Regions from separate parts of the Mus musculus genome. Here all the other regions are linked to region 1. Evidence: chromatin contacts called from public HiCAR-type data. All regions are on one chromosome and are shown on one strand. Each heading gives the region's core, a stretch centred on a gene start, on an enhancer-like site or on the middle of the called end of the contact. The rest is flanking DNA. Distances are from core to core; before and after follow the strand shown.

Evidence for each region. HiCAR-type assays count read pairs that join an accessible place to other places.
Region 2: a contact with region 1 is called in a HiCAR-type map of fibro-adipogenic progenitors, with 7 times the contacts expected there. The contact joins two enhancer-like sites. A contact is called at or near these places in 1 of 484 Hi-C or Micro-C datasets (muscle stem cells) and 1 of 115 datasets of contacts at active chromatin or transcription factors (fibro-adipogenic progenitors).
Region 3: a HiCAR-type map of fibro-adipogenic progenitors shows a contact between it and region 1, with 5 times the contacts expected there. The contact joins two enhancer-like sites. A contact is called at or near these places in 2 of 484 Hi-C or Micro-C datasets (myocytes and olfactory sensory neurons) and 1 of 115 datasets of contacts at active chromatin or transcription factors (fibro-adipogenic progenitors).

The regions. Positions count from the first base shown.
Region 1 is chr1:185,687,190-185,691,500 of GRCm38.p6, forward strand. No RefSeq gene overlaps it. Among named protein-coding and RNA genes, the nearest start is that of Gm35023, 71 kb to the left of the region's middle. Within about 2 kb of position 1,507, at least 3 of the 459 cell types and tissues checked have an H3K27ac peak or open chromatin away from gene starts, as enhancers often do. A contact at or near this core is called in fibro-adipogenic progenitors, where this site is marked.
Region 2 is chr1:186,477,255-186,481,287 of GRCm38.p6, forward strand. All of the region lies in intron 1 of Gm35426 (a long non-coding RNA gene), which reads right to left. Among named protein-coding and RNA genes, the nearest start is that of Gm35426, 7.2 kb to the right of the region's middle. Within about 2 kb of position 1,502, at least 46 of the 459 cell types and tissues checked have an H3K27ac peak or open chromatin away from gene starts, as enhancers often do. A contact at or near this core is called in fibro-adipogenic progenitors, where this site is marked.
Region 3 is chr1:186,578,855-186,583,234 of GRCm38.p6, forward strand. No RefSeq gene overlaps it. Among named protein-coding and RNA genes, the nearest start is that of Gm35546, 6.3 kb to the right of the region's middle. Within about 2 kb of position 2,472, at least 40 of the 459 cell types and tissues checked have an H3K27ac peak or open chromatin away from gene starts, as enhancers often do. A contact at or near this core is called in fibro-adipogenic progenitors, where this site is marked.

The sequences.
Region 1 (4,311 bases), core at 257-2,756:
GATGTAGAACTAACAAATCAACTCTTCAGAAATGCAAAGAATGGGTGAGCACCTAAGCACCCTGGCTGCTGTGACAGAGGATCTGGGTTCAGTTCTTAGAACCTACACGACCGTTCACAACCATCTGTAACTCCCGCTCCAGGGGACTCCTTGTGGCCTCCTCCTGGATTGAGTGCAGGTGGCATACAGAAATGCATGCAGGCAAAACACCCATACACAATAAAAATAAAAATAAAAATAAACTAAAATAAAGAAACAGCTATCTACCAATGGATGGATTCAAGAAAAACATGCTGAGTGAGGCCAGAGATGGAAGGGGCACAAAGGTTTTCATGTTTTTGAAGTGAATTCCTTCCCTCCCTCCTAGTTGCTGGCCAGGGCATCACAGCTTCAGCTGTGACAATCCCAGACTCTGTCATTCTGCAGTGGAATTACTCAATTCAGTTTTCCTTTAGTCAAGATCCACTTCCTCGGAGTTCACAATGCCTCTGGCACAGGGCTTAGATGCTAAAGATACATAGCTTTGCAAGGCTCTCCGGGATCCTCCGGGATCTCTCAGATTGTGGGGGAAATAGGTATCTAGCATTACGATTTTGAAGCAAGTATTTCTGGTATGTTCTCATAACTCACAGAGCCAAATCCAAGGAGCTGGTGTACACAGCCCATCAGATATGGTGCTGGAATTTTCTCTTCACTTCGATGCCCAGACTTTCAGTCAACATCTCTATAAGGTGGCATGCTTCCTATGTTGCTAGGCAACATTAGTAGGCAGAAATTACCCCTTAAAAAGTATTTGGACTGTGAGGAACTAAAGTATATGTTTTAAATGCCCGCAGGGGTCACTGAGACCAAAAAAAACAACCCAAAATGCAAAATCAAGGCTCAAGACAATCTTTCTCATAAAATTGGTCAAAGATGGAAACCATTTCTTAGTTCTAGAAACAGAGAGCTGACTTAGAATAACTCTTGGTGATTTAAGGGGAAATGGAAAGATTAAAACAGAATAATAGAGGGCGGTAATACGCCTGTATGAATTCACCATTACTTTGTTATATTTGTGTGTGTTAACAAGATATTTTAAATGATAACATTTTACACTTAAAACAATGCATGTGTGTCTATGAATGGTCATGTGTGCCGGCAAGCCCACGGAGGCCAGAAGAACGGTCTGACAACGGGGTGGAGTGGGTTTTCAGACTGGAGCTGAAGAGGGATACAAATATAACAAGGGGGTAAGGAGAGCCCAGCCCTGTGACCCAGATGCCCCGCTGAGAGAGAGGGGAGATCAGGGAGGTAGACGCAGTCCTCTTGGTATAGAGACGTGCAGCACTTGACTGCGGTACAGTCTCGGGCTCGTGCGTATTGTTATTTCCGCAATTGTGTCATGGGATAATTCTTGGTCAAGTGACTCTTGTTCAGAAGTGCCAGAAAGATGTTCCCAGTCTTATTCCAGGGCTTCCATCAGTTCTCATTTAATGGAATCATGGAAAACAACCAAATGTGAACCCAACCCCCTGTGACCCACCTACTGGAACCCCACCCCGCTGCGTACCCTCAACTCTCACAGCTCTTCCAGAAAGGACAACAAACAGGTCAGCCAACATGTGGACTCTATAATCTCTGCTATTTTAACTTTTTAAAGACTCCTCGTAACATTGGCAGGCAAACTGGAGCTCTGTAAGGATTCTTCTGGTTGCAAAACACATAGGCGCTTTCTCCTGACCAGAATATTGTTTTTCCATACACAAATGACTTTTCTTTGCAAAATGTGCTTAGGGCAAATGTCCAATAGCAAACAAATTCCCATGCTTTTGTGCCCACAACTTTCCCCCATGAAGGTAAATCATTTAACACAAAAGCCAAGCAAGCTTAGGGGATTTCTCAAACTCTCCTTGCCAGTCTGGTTCCAACGTATTTATTAACAGAATGACGATTATTTAAGGTTAAGTTGGTCCCATTAAATGATCACAGAAACATAACATTTCCTACACTAAAAATACATTATATATTTTGTTTTTACTCAAGGTCAATTTCTTCATCCTAATAGACTAAACTGTGATCTTTTACATGAGCCAACGAATTCTTTTTTCAGCTCAACAAAACTGGTGCAGTTCTTTATTTTAGGCTTGGAACCGGCTGTTGTAATTTCTACCATGTACAACCAGAGAAAGGTCTTGAATTATCATTGGTCATGTGTCATTGCAGAGCTTCATGCAAGTTCAGGGTGAGTCGTGGCAGGAGAGCAATATGCTTGATAAGTCACTGACCGTCTTCCTAGTTAAACTGTGGCCATGGCTCTGGTCCCCTTTTGTTTAGTTGACAAATTTCTTGCTGGTGGTCACCAAGAATCATGGCTGCCACAAGCTGACCCTTTCAAGTATGATCTTGTATCAATGTCCGTCATTTCCTTTTTCTAGCAAGGAGGTGGATTTATACTGAGCCATCTCTCAGAGACAGATTTGCATTTCAAAATGGTGTATGAATCAAGACGGCCTAGTGTGTGCTTCTCCAGAAAGCACTAGTGTACCCAGAGTTTTAATCCAAGAACAATTTTTGCTTTGGGATGAGTATTCTAGGAAGGAGTCCAATTTCTGAATGAATGATTTAACCTAATAGTAAGTTATTGTGGTTTCTCGTTAACTCTTAAAGCATCCTTTATGCATATGTACAACTACCATACACTCATACTGCTTCATGAAGCAATGAGAGGCTGGCAAGATGGCTTGGTGGGTAAAGGTGCTTGCTACTCAAATGCCATGACATGAATCTGATCACAGAAATCGGCTTAAAGGCAAAAGGAAAGAACCAACTCCATACAGTTGTTCTCTGACCTCTACATGAATGATACACTCTGATACCCGTTGTACACACACACACACACACACACACACACACACACACACACGCACACACACACACACATAATAAAAAGTAAACTACAAAAAAGGAAATGAAATAATAATTCTACTACCATTCCCTGTGGTGAGAGTATCCCAGGAAGTGTTTGGCTTAAGAGTGGTGTTTCTGACATTCTTTGAAGTCTGTAACAAGGATACCGGGCACCAGCACCACATCGACTTCATCCAGCACCGTATCATCCGTCATGTAAGGATGGAAAAGCGATGGACCAGTGGTACTTCCATTGTGTTGAACTTCGGTGAATGTACTTGGCCTTATTTTTCACTGACTATAAAAATTGTCTCTTAGAGTATTCAAAGAGGTTAACTATGTGTTCTCTATAAATTGGGAATTAAGAAGAGTGTGTGTACATTCCTAAAGTGGCCTTTTCCAAATACTTGATGAGTGTAGAAGATAATTTCTGAATGCTACACGAGCTGCAGAAGATATCTGGGCTCATTGCTTTGCTTTTGTGTTTGGCTCTAGGGAGCAACTGCCATATGCTCTCTTTCTAGGATAATCCAACATGACCTACCTTGCAGCTCTACAAACTAAGATGTTCCCAGAACTTAGCAGTCCCTCAACATACTGGCAGGCCACACACCATCTGCATGTATGGAGTTATGGCAGGGTGGGTATGTGTTGAGGATGTCCTTGTACTGTGGCAGTGGCTAATGGCTGGTTATAGGATGCTGTATATTTTCATATTTCCTAACTGACAGACAGCTGATCTGGTGCTTATTGCTATTAGACTTAAAGGTACACTAACACCTGTATGGGTGGGAAGGAATTCTCTTCATTGCTTATTGGCTGGAAATGACCGAACTTTAGCATAATTAGGGGTTTTTAAATTAATGCTAGGAATTTCTAACAATAGTGTGAACACTTAAAAAGAGTGGGCAGGCTTATGTACTTCCTGAATAATTTAAGAGTTAATTTTACTTTTATGTTTTTCTAGTATAGTGAGTCTTAACTGGGACTCATACCAAAAAGCAAAACAAAACAAAACAAATAACAACAACAACACCCAAAACAAACAACCTACTCTTGCCTTGAATGGAGGTATATCTTCAGGAAACTCTGTAGACTTGTGAGACGGACACTGGACTGGACATTTGAATTTCCAGGCTGGGGTGGTCATTAATAGATGTCGAGATATGTGGATGGACAGCTTACCATAGCAGGCTTACTTGTTTATAGAAGTGATAACTTATCTGTCATCTTTGTTTTATAATTATGAGATCATGATTTATAAATAAAATAGAGTGAAATTAGAGTGAGCTTACCGTTGATTGTGTATCTCTCTGGTGGGCAGTATGGGATCAGAGAGAATTCATGGTTCTTTGTAGCACATGAAGATGACATCACCTGAATTTTCTTTGTGGACGCCCAGACTCAGCAACTGGCAATCAC
Region 2 (4,033 bases), core at 252-2,751, 790 kb after region 1:
GGTCTGACCTTAGGTGGGACCATGGTTATGCACAGTAAGGAGTATCTTGACACTTATGTGCAGATGGCAAAAAGCCTACAGAAGAAGATAGGATGTGCACCCTTACAAGGACTACCATACCATAGTCCCTCCCTTCCAAAACTGGTTAGCAGGCATCAAGGGAAGCTGGGAAGTCTGTTAGCAAGAAACTATCACCCAGTAACATGCTCAGCCTTTAACTAAAACTATAGTCATAGTTTCCCTCCTTTTGTTTTTTTGTTTGTTTGTTTTTGGGTTTGTTTTGGAGACAGTGACCTATGTGTCCCAGGCTGGCCTATAACTCACCAAATAGCCAAGGATAACCCTGTGCTTTTTATCCTCCTGATTACAGGGTGCACTGTAACTCATCAATGCAATGCAGGAGATGGAGCCCAGAACTTCAGCCTTGCTGAATAAGTACTCTATCAACTTAGATACCTTAGCCACAGTGCCACAACCAACCATATTTTAACCTATTAGAGACTCTTACTATTGAAGTGATTCATATTTTAAATATCATTCAGGTCACGAATTATATAAGGATTAAATTTTGATCCAAACCATTGGCAGAAAGAATGAAAATAAAATTGTCATTTAAATGAATTCATATAATCTACTCATTTTTTTTTTCAGCATGACTTTCTTGTTCAAAGCTAATCAAAGCAAGCGTACTGGGTTTTGTTGTCTAAGATCTTGCTTCAAATCAAGGTTTGAAATAATAGCCAAACTGGTTAACTGCTGGCTCATGAGCAAAAATGTGTGTGTTTAATTGAATTTATGCTTCTTTTAATTAGCTGATTGTACCCTTGGTCCAGTCTTAAGATGCCTCTTAAAAGGCAGTTTGAGAGTGTCTTAGTTAGGGTTTTATTGTTGTGAAGAGATGTCATGACCACAGCAACTCTTACAAAACACAACATTTAATTGGGGCTGGCTTACAATTGCAGAGGCTTAGTCCATTATCATCACAGCATAAACCATGGTGGCATGCAGGCAGATTTGGTGGTGGAGAAGGAGATGAGAGGTATACATCTTGATCCCAGGCAGCAGGAGAGAACTATATGTGTTTTAGACTGGGCATAGCTTAAGCATTTAAGATCTCAAAGCCCCACCACCACAGTGATACTCTAACAAGGCCACACCTCCTACAATAAAGTCACACCTCCTCCAGTCAAGCCACACCTCCTAAAAAATGCTACTCCCTAATGCCAAGCATATTCGAACACATGAGTCTAATGGGGCCATTCCTACTCAGACCAGCCCAGAGAGTCCATGGATATTCTCAGGACATTGACTTCAAGCCCAGGACAGCAGCAAGCTGCCTCTGAGGAGCCCTGGTTTCCTGATCCAAGCCTCCTTCCCACCCAGGATCCCTTCTTGGGAACCAGGATGCAGCGTGACTTGGAAAAATGACCCCAGCTCCCAGGTGGAAAGCAAAAGTCAGCAACTTGGAGACTGGAACGCCCTCCAAGCCAAGGCTTAGTCACCCGTGTCAACAATCCAGATGCCAAAAGCAAAGTCCTGTGAGAGAAGGAAACCGGAAATAAGCAGTAAAAGCCCTAGGGCCCCACTTGATTCTCTCCCACTACAATCCATGTGACATTTAATTAGAATGGTTTTGTGGCTATTTATAAACTCTGTGTTCAATTGTGTGTGTTTGTTTACATGCACATTTATAAATAAATGTAATTAAAACTTCTTGAAATAAATACAATCTCAAAACAAGATGCAGAGGGCCAGGGCTTCCGTGTGGTATCATAATTTTCCATGAGCTGCGGAGCTGCCAGAGATGTTGACAGGCAGTTGCATGACCACTGACACTACAAATCATACAAATGACCTTTCACCTTGCAGTGAACTTAACAAGTACTAGCTTACAATCACGTTGGAGTCATGCATGGAAGGCCTCTGAAAGGAATCAAAATCAAATCTAAGGCAAGTCATTGGTGTCTTAATCAATGTCCTATAAACCTAAGAGGTAGTCACACCAGATCTGACGTGGTGGTTCAGATTTCCAAATACGTGGAGGTAGAAGGATTGTTGGATCACAAAGTTACATCTAAGTGATTTTTTTGCTTATCTTCCAGAAAAGGACTTTGTGGACCACTGAGTCCAGACACATTAAAAGAAATTAAGTGTACTTGAATCCTATTAAAGATACCACTGACAAATATTTTTTAAAGATTTATTTATTTATTATATGTGACTACACCGTAGCTATCTTCAGACACTCTGGAAGAGGGCATCAGATCTCATTACAGATGGTTGTGAGCCACCATGTGGTTGCTGGGATTTGAACTCAGGACCTTCGGAAGAGCAGTCGGTGCTCTTAACGGCTGAGCCATCTCGCCAGCCCGACAAATATTTTTAAAAATATATATACAACTTAACTACTCAGCAAAAAGTAACTACAAGATTCAATGCCAACATGGCCAATTAACCAAAACTATCTGCAAATTAATATTTACAGAATAAGAGGAATTGCCTAACAGGAATATTGCCTGTCATCATCAGAATACCATCAGTCCTAACATTAATGTGTAAGTTGGAATTCAGTTGTCTAAGTTTCATTTAGATTCTGCAGTGTAGAAGGTAGATACTTATTGTTCATCCTGACTATGAAAGCTAGCTACCTGATTCACATCACTGCTACTGAAGGGAGAAATAACACACACACACAGAGAGAGAGAGAGAGAGAGAGAGAGAGAGAGAGAGAGAGAGAGAGAGAGACAGACAGAGAGAGAGAGACAGACAGAGAGAGAGCATACATACTCACAGAGAGATGAAGATAGAGAGACACAGAGATAGAGAAAGACAGAGAGTCACAGGGACAAACAAGAAGTAATAAATCAGACAAATGAAAGGCCAGGAGTGGTGGGTCAAGAAGGCAGGTGAGCATGGAGCCTAACGTCATCTCTTCTGCTTCCTGCAGTTTTGCTCTTAGGCAGAACTTTGCCCTTTAACTATGAGGAAAGAATCCAAAGAAACAGTTTTAGTAGTATAAACAACACATTGCAAAGTCTTTCAACACCCAAATAAACACAAAAGTTTTGGAGTATGTATATTAAGAGGAACACACACACACACACACACACACACACACACCAAATTAACATGTTAAAGGGTTATGGATCCAGAAAATCTAGAATCTAACAAGGTATAAGCTCTTCTCCATCACTCAAAAAGGGCAGAGCCAAGTATTCTTTAACTTGTTCTTTTGAAGGTCCCCTGAAAGTCACATTTAGAACTTCAGGGCACTGATTATCGCCCAGTGAATAGAGCATACTGTACTGACACTTGTCGACTGGGTTCTTAAACCATTTTCCTAGCAAGCATCTCACCAAGGAATGATCGTCAACTTGGAATGATCGTCAACTTTACTGGCAGTTTCTGGAATCAGGTTCAAAGACCGGGCCTAGGTTGATATCATTCTCCCAAATTAACTTCGGTTTGAAAAGTAAATCTCTTCAGCCTCTTTTAGGTGCATATCCTAGGATTCAAATTAAGAAATTACAAGGAAAAGAAAAAATTAATAAATACTGAATACCGTCAGGATGACTGGAATGGTGTGGACAGACAAAAGACTGAACTTAAGCCTCTCACACCAAATATCAGTTGTGTGTTTTTGTTTGTTTGATTGATTGATTGGTTGATTTGAAACAAGGGTGTATGCAGCCCCAGGCTAGTCTTGATCGTACCAGGTGGCAGAGAGTGGTCTTGAAGTCTTAATCCCAAGAGGGATTATAGGGCTAAGTCACCACAGCTAGCTCTCATTTGTACAATTGTGAGCAATATGAATTCTCTTTTCAGCCCCAGTTCACAAAGGAGATTAAAGCCTTCACTCTATAAGTTGGTTAGATATAGCACTAAATTTGGTAAGAAATAAAACCTAATATGATGATCTGACATGATAGCTGGTAGACGCTCATGAAGTGTTGTTATAATAGTATGAGCATTTTGTAGAGCTGTCTCCAGACATTGCCTTGGTATTCCAATGGCTTTAAGGGGAGTTCAAAAT
Region 3 (4,380 bases), core at 1,222-3,721, 890 kb after region 1:
TTTAAGCTTTGGTTTCCTTGAATGGAGTCTAAGATCACTGGGGTTGATAGTAGTACAATGGGGCCATTTGGTGGCAAGGAAATATTCTTTCCCAACTAGAAGGGCAAGCTGGTCCCTCATGGGTATAAATAACTAGGAAACTGTTAGTGGAACCTGAAGTCTGAAGTGCCCCAGAGAACCAGGACCTACCTTCAGATACAAACCTCAACCCTAACACTGGTAACAAAAGTGAGGGCTCTTGAAAAGGTCACAACTAAATGGGAAGCAAATGGAACCGGCTGGCCACTGCCTCTGCTTTTCTCTCGCCAGGTGCAAGGAAAAGTGGAAACCTGGTCAGGATAGTTTTGTTTTGCATTTTTTTTAAATATATACTTTTCTTTCTAATGAGAAAAGATCAAATAAGGAAGTGTCCTGGGATGATAGATCCAGTATCCTAAAGCAAATGAGGACACACTGTCAGCCCCGCCCCTGCTCTAGCAGTGACAGTTGGGGACCACCACCCTGTCCCTCGCCGCTCCTATCTCTTCAGCTTTTGTCAGAAATGATGCAAACAGTGGACTGTATTCACTGAATTCACATCTTCCTTACATCTTCACAGAATGCACTTTGCATTCGATGTCACAACTGCAGGCCCACAAGAGTGTCCCCATGGGTGCTTACTACGTACCAGAGAGTCTGTGGTGTTCACAGGATTAGAAGCCAAGATCCAGTAAGTGCTTCCTTCTGTCGCCATTGAAACAGAATCTTTCTTTGCTGCACTTCCCTCTCCTCAGCCTACTGAGTCCTGGGACTAAATGTCTTTTATAACTCAGAATAGTTTCATTCTATGATATGTTTATTAGAATGGAAACCCATCAGAAGCTGAGTCATATCTATAACAACTTCTTGAGACTCTTTAAAGAACTCAGTAGCTAATGCATTCTCATATTTGATTAAATGCTTTCCAGGTAGCAGGGGTTTGGTTAAAAAGCTAATTAGCATTTTATTATTATTATTTATTTTTATTTTTATTTTTTGCTGTTGATGCTCTCTAAACAAAGATTTCATGAAAATGGGTGCTAATTGGTTCTCTTTGGCTTATCAGAGAGAGGGGAAAGGAGTGAGGGAGGAGAGACGAGAGAGATAAGGGAGGAGAGAGACAGAGAGAAGAAATAAAGAACAAAGGGGAGAAAATATCAACATCCAAGCAAACAGACCTGTAGAAATCACCTATCATATACACACAATCCTGACTGCTTTCACAGCATTTGGGGTTTGGAAATAGAGTTTCCGTCTACAGCTAGCTCAGGCTGGCCTTAACCACATCAACCTCCTGCATCAGCCTCAGGAGAGATGGGACTGCAGGTCTATGCCACCACACCCAGCTCTTAACTGCCTTCAACTGCTTTTGGCTGCTCTTCAGCTGTGTCATCTTTCTAAGACACGGTGCTGGAGTGGCTGCTCATGTTACCAACCCATCATCGTGAGTATTGAGTGCACCTACCAGTGCCTAGAAGTCCCACACAATTGCTCTTCAGCCTTTCCCAGGAGGCAGTACTCAGAGGGGGACAGTCACAGAGAAGTCACAGGACTGTACTGTAGCTTCAGAGAATTTCTGATGTAGCCAAGAAGCAGAATCATCCCTCGGGAGACCACTCACAAGACAACGTGCACTTCAAGAGTTAAAACAGAAGCTTTTTTTTTTTTAATTGTAAACTAAAACCCGCTTAGAGGAAGTATGGCCTTTTGTGCTGTGACTTTCTGGGTCATAAAATACTCTTCATTATCCATTATTACAAAACAGAGGCATTTCTGTTGTTGGTGTTAATAATTTCATAGCTTTCCTTGGAAATGTGTATTGACCTCCATTTACCTAGAGGGAGGGGAAGCCCTATCACTTTTCTTTTCCTCTCTGTTTCAATTCTTCATTCCAAAGTTCTGTCCTTCCTCCTTATTTCTCTCCATAATAACAAACATCACCTAGATATAAAGGGTTACCACGTGAAAAAAATAAATCCGTTGATGTGTTTAAGTGAGATCCCCACATCTGCATATAAACCCACACGAACAAATATTTAGATGAATTATACTGCTCTATGTTTAAATTCTGCTTCCTTGAGTCAACAGATAAACGTTTATAGAGGCAAAAAATAACCCCTCAATCTTACTATTAATCCTATTATTCTTACAGTAGCACAAGGCAGTACACCAGCCAGGAAGGGAATACAAGGGACCTCCCTTCTTACCCTCCTAATTGTTTCTCCAGACCATCCCCTTTGGAGCAAAGAGAGGGTCCAACCTTCCTTGGGAGCCATGGATTTCTCTGGGTACATTTATTTTGGAGTTGTTCTGGAGGCAACAACATCAGAGACACATGTCTATCTGGTTGCTATTAGTGCTTTCGAAACTCCAAATGAAACGCTTCAGGCTAGCAACTAGAGGTGTTGATCAAACAATAGTTTCCCAGCCAACATCCAAACTGGGTGTACCCAGATGACTTTGCACTTAAGCACTGGAATTTGGAATATGTGGGTAAAGCCTGACTAATTATAGTGTTGACCACAGTAAAGCCATGGAGGACCCTGGCTCCTTATGCTGAGAAACACATATAGAAATGCCCACATTAAGGGTAGAGCTTGCCTGAGAGCCAGCCCCTGTGTCCACCCTCATATCCCAAAGAAACTGGACCAATACACTACTAGATCACTAGGGTTGGTGGTAGCCTGGTAGCCTGCCTCTCCACTTCCCTTGCACTGCTTTATACAAACTGAGAGCATATTCTAGGCATGGAAATATAGGGGAAACATCCAGATATGAATTGTTGAAATAATTATGGGGAGCTCTCACTAGACACATACAAGGTCTGTTGACATGGAAGAATACCTCCCCATCAGTCTGAATAAACTATTACATAACAGCTAAGCTATAATAAAGTCCTGATTCCAAATCAAATAAGTCTCCCAGACTTCTAAAATGAGTCACCAACAGCTCTATAAACATACAAAATACTTGACAAGGAAGACTCTGATAATTTTTTAGTAATTATGTCTGCAAATTGTTCCTTGCTGACATCACCATTAGGAACAGTTTCCCATAAGCTTGCCTTTCCTCGTCACTTCTGCCCATTAATCACTGATACTTCGGCTATTTCTATCATTATTAGGTGATTCACAAGGTCTGTGTGAATATCCAGGATTCTCCTTTGTAGAGTTTTTACTTAGTGGAATCAGGGTGAGCAAAGCCAGGATTGTCAGGGGTGACGCTCCTTGTAGTCCTTGTTTAAGGCACACTCACAGATTTGTCATATCTTGATCCTAAAATCATTTCACACACATACACACACACATACACATGACACTTTGCAAACATCTTAACATAAATACAATAAGGAGAAAGCTGGGCAGAGTTGAGGGCTCACTGAGTTGACATATTTTCTGTTTAAAGACATTCCCAAGCACTGGCGTCATTTTTCTTTGTGTTGGACGTGAGACTTCAAGTTCTGCTCTGACATGTGATCTACAAACCAGCTCTGAGCCAAACCCAAGTGTCAGCTGCCGGGTCCAACACTCGATGCGGACTGTGATGAGAGTGCAGGAGAGCAAGAGGGGCTGTGAATGTGGCACTGCTGGTCCAGGAGACATAAGCAGCAGGCACAGCCAGGGCCCGGGGCTTCATCCCAGGAAAGGGGTGACACAGCCGGGGAAATTAAGTCAAAGGCCTACGAAAGTGGTGGACAAGGGGAAAGCTTGGCTTAACCTAGGCCTTTATAATGGATATGACCCAGAATAAAGCAAGCCCTCGATCTCTCTGTAACTGTACTCATCTAATGATAAACACTGGCTCCGAGGAACCCTGAGAAAGTAAAACATTTAAAGCCATTCAGAATGTGTCTAAATGGAATCTAGATTTCTCCCGAAATGACCTGAGTAGCTGGCACGCCCGAGGTTTTGCTGCTGGAGTGAAGGCGGCTGAGTAAGCAGGGAAGGGGCAGAGGCCTTCCTATTGAAAGAAAAAAAAAATCTCTGTCGTCCCAGAGCTGAAGTCTTCAGCTGAGCACTTAGAATAAACACATGGGGAAGAGAAGGTGTGTTTCATGGGAAGAGGAAATTCTGGGCCTACCGTGTAGGTTTGTGCGGAAGAAAAGCTGTATAGCAACTGTGCATCCTGCAGAGCCATGGCCTACTCACAAAGCCATACTGTGTAGCAAGGAGTCCCCAAGTAGAGGTTGCACTCATAAGACTGTATTGAGGAGTGTCTACCAAGCATGGTGTACCGAGAATGCAAAGATGAATGAAGATTGGCCCCTTGGATCCAGGAGTCCATAAAATAATGGATAAGGTATAGTTGAAAGTAGAAATTCAAGGCGGAGTGCAGCAAATGAGGAGCTGGCCACATCACCCG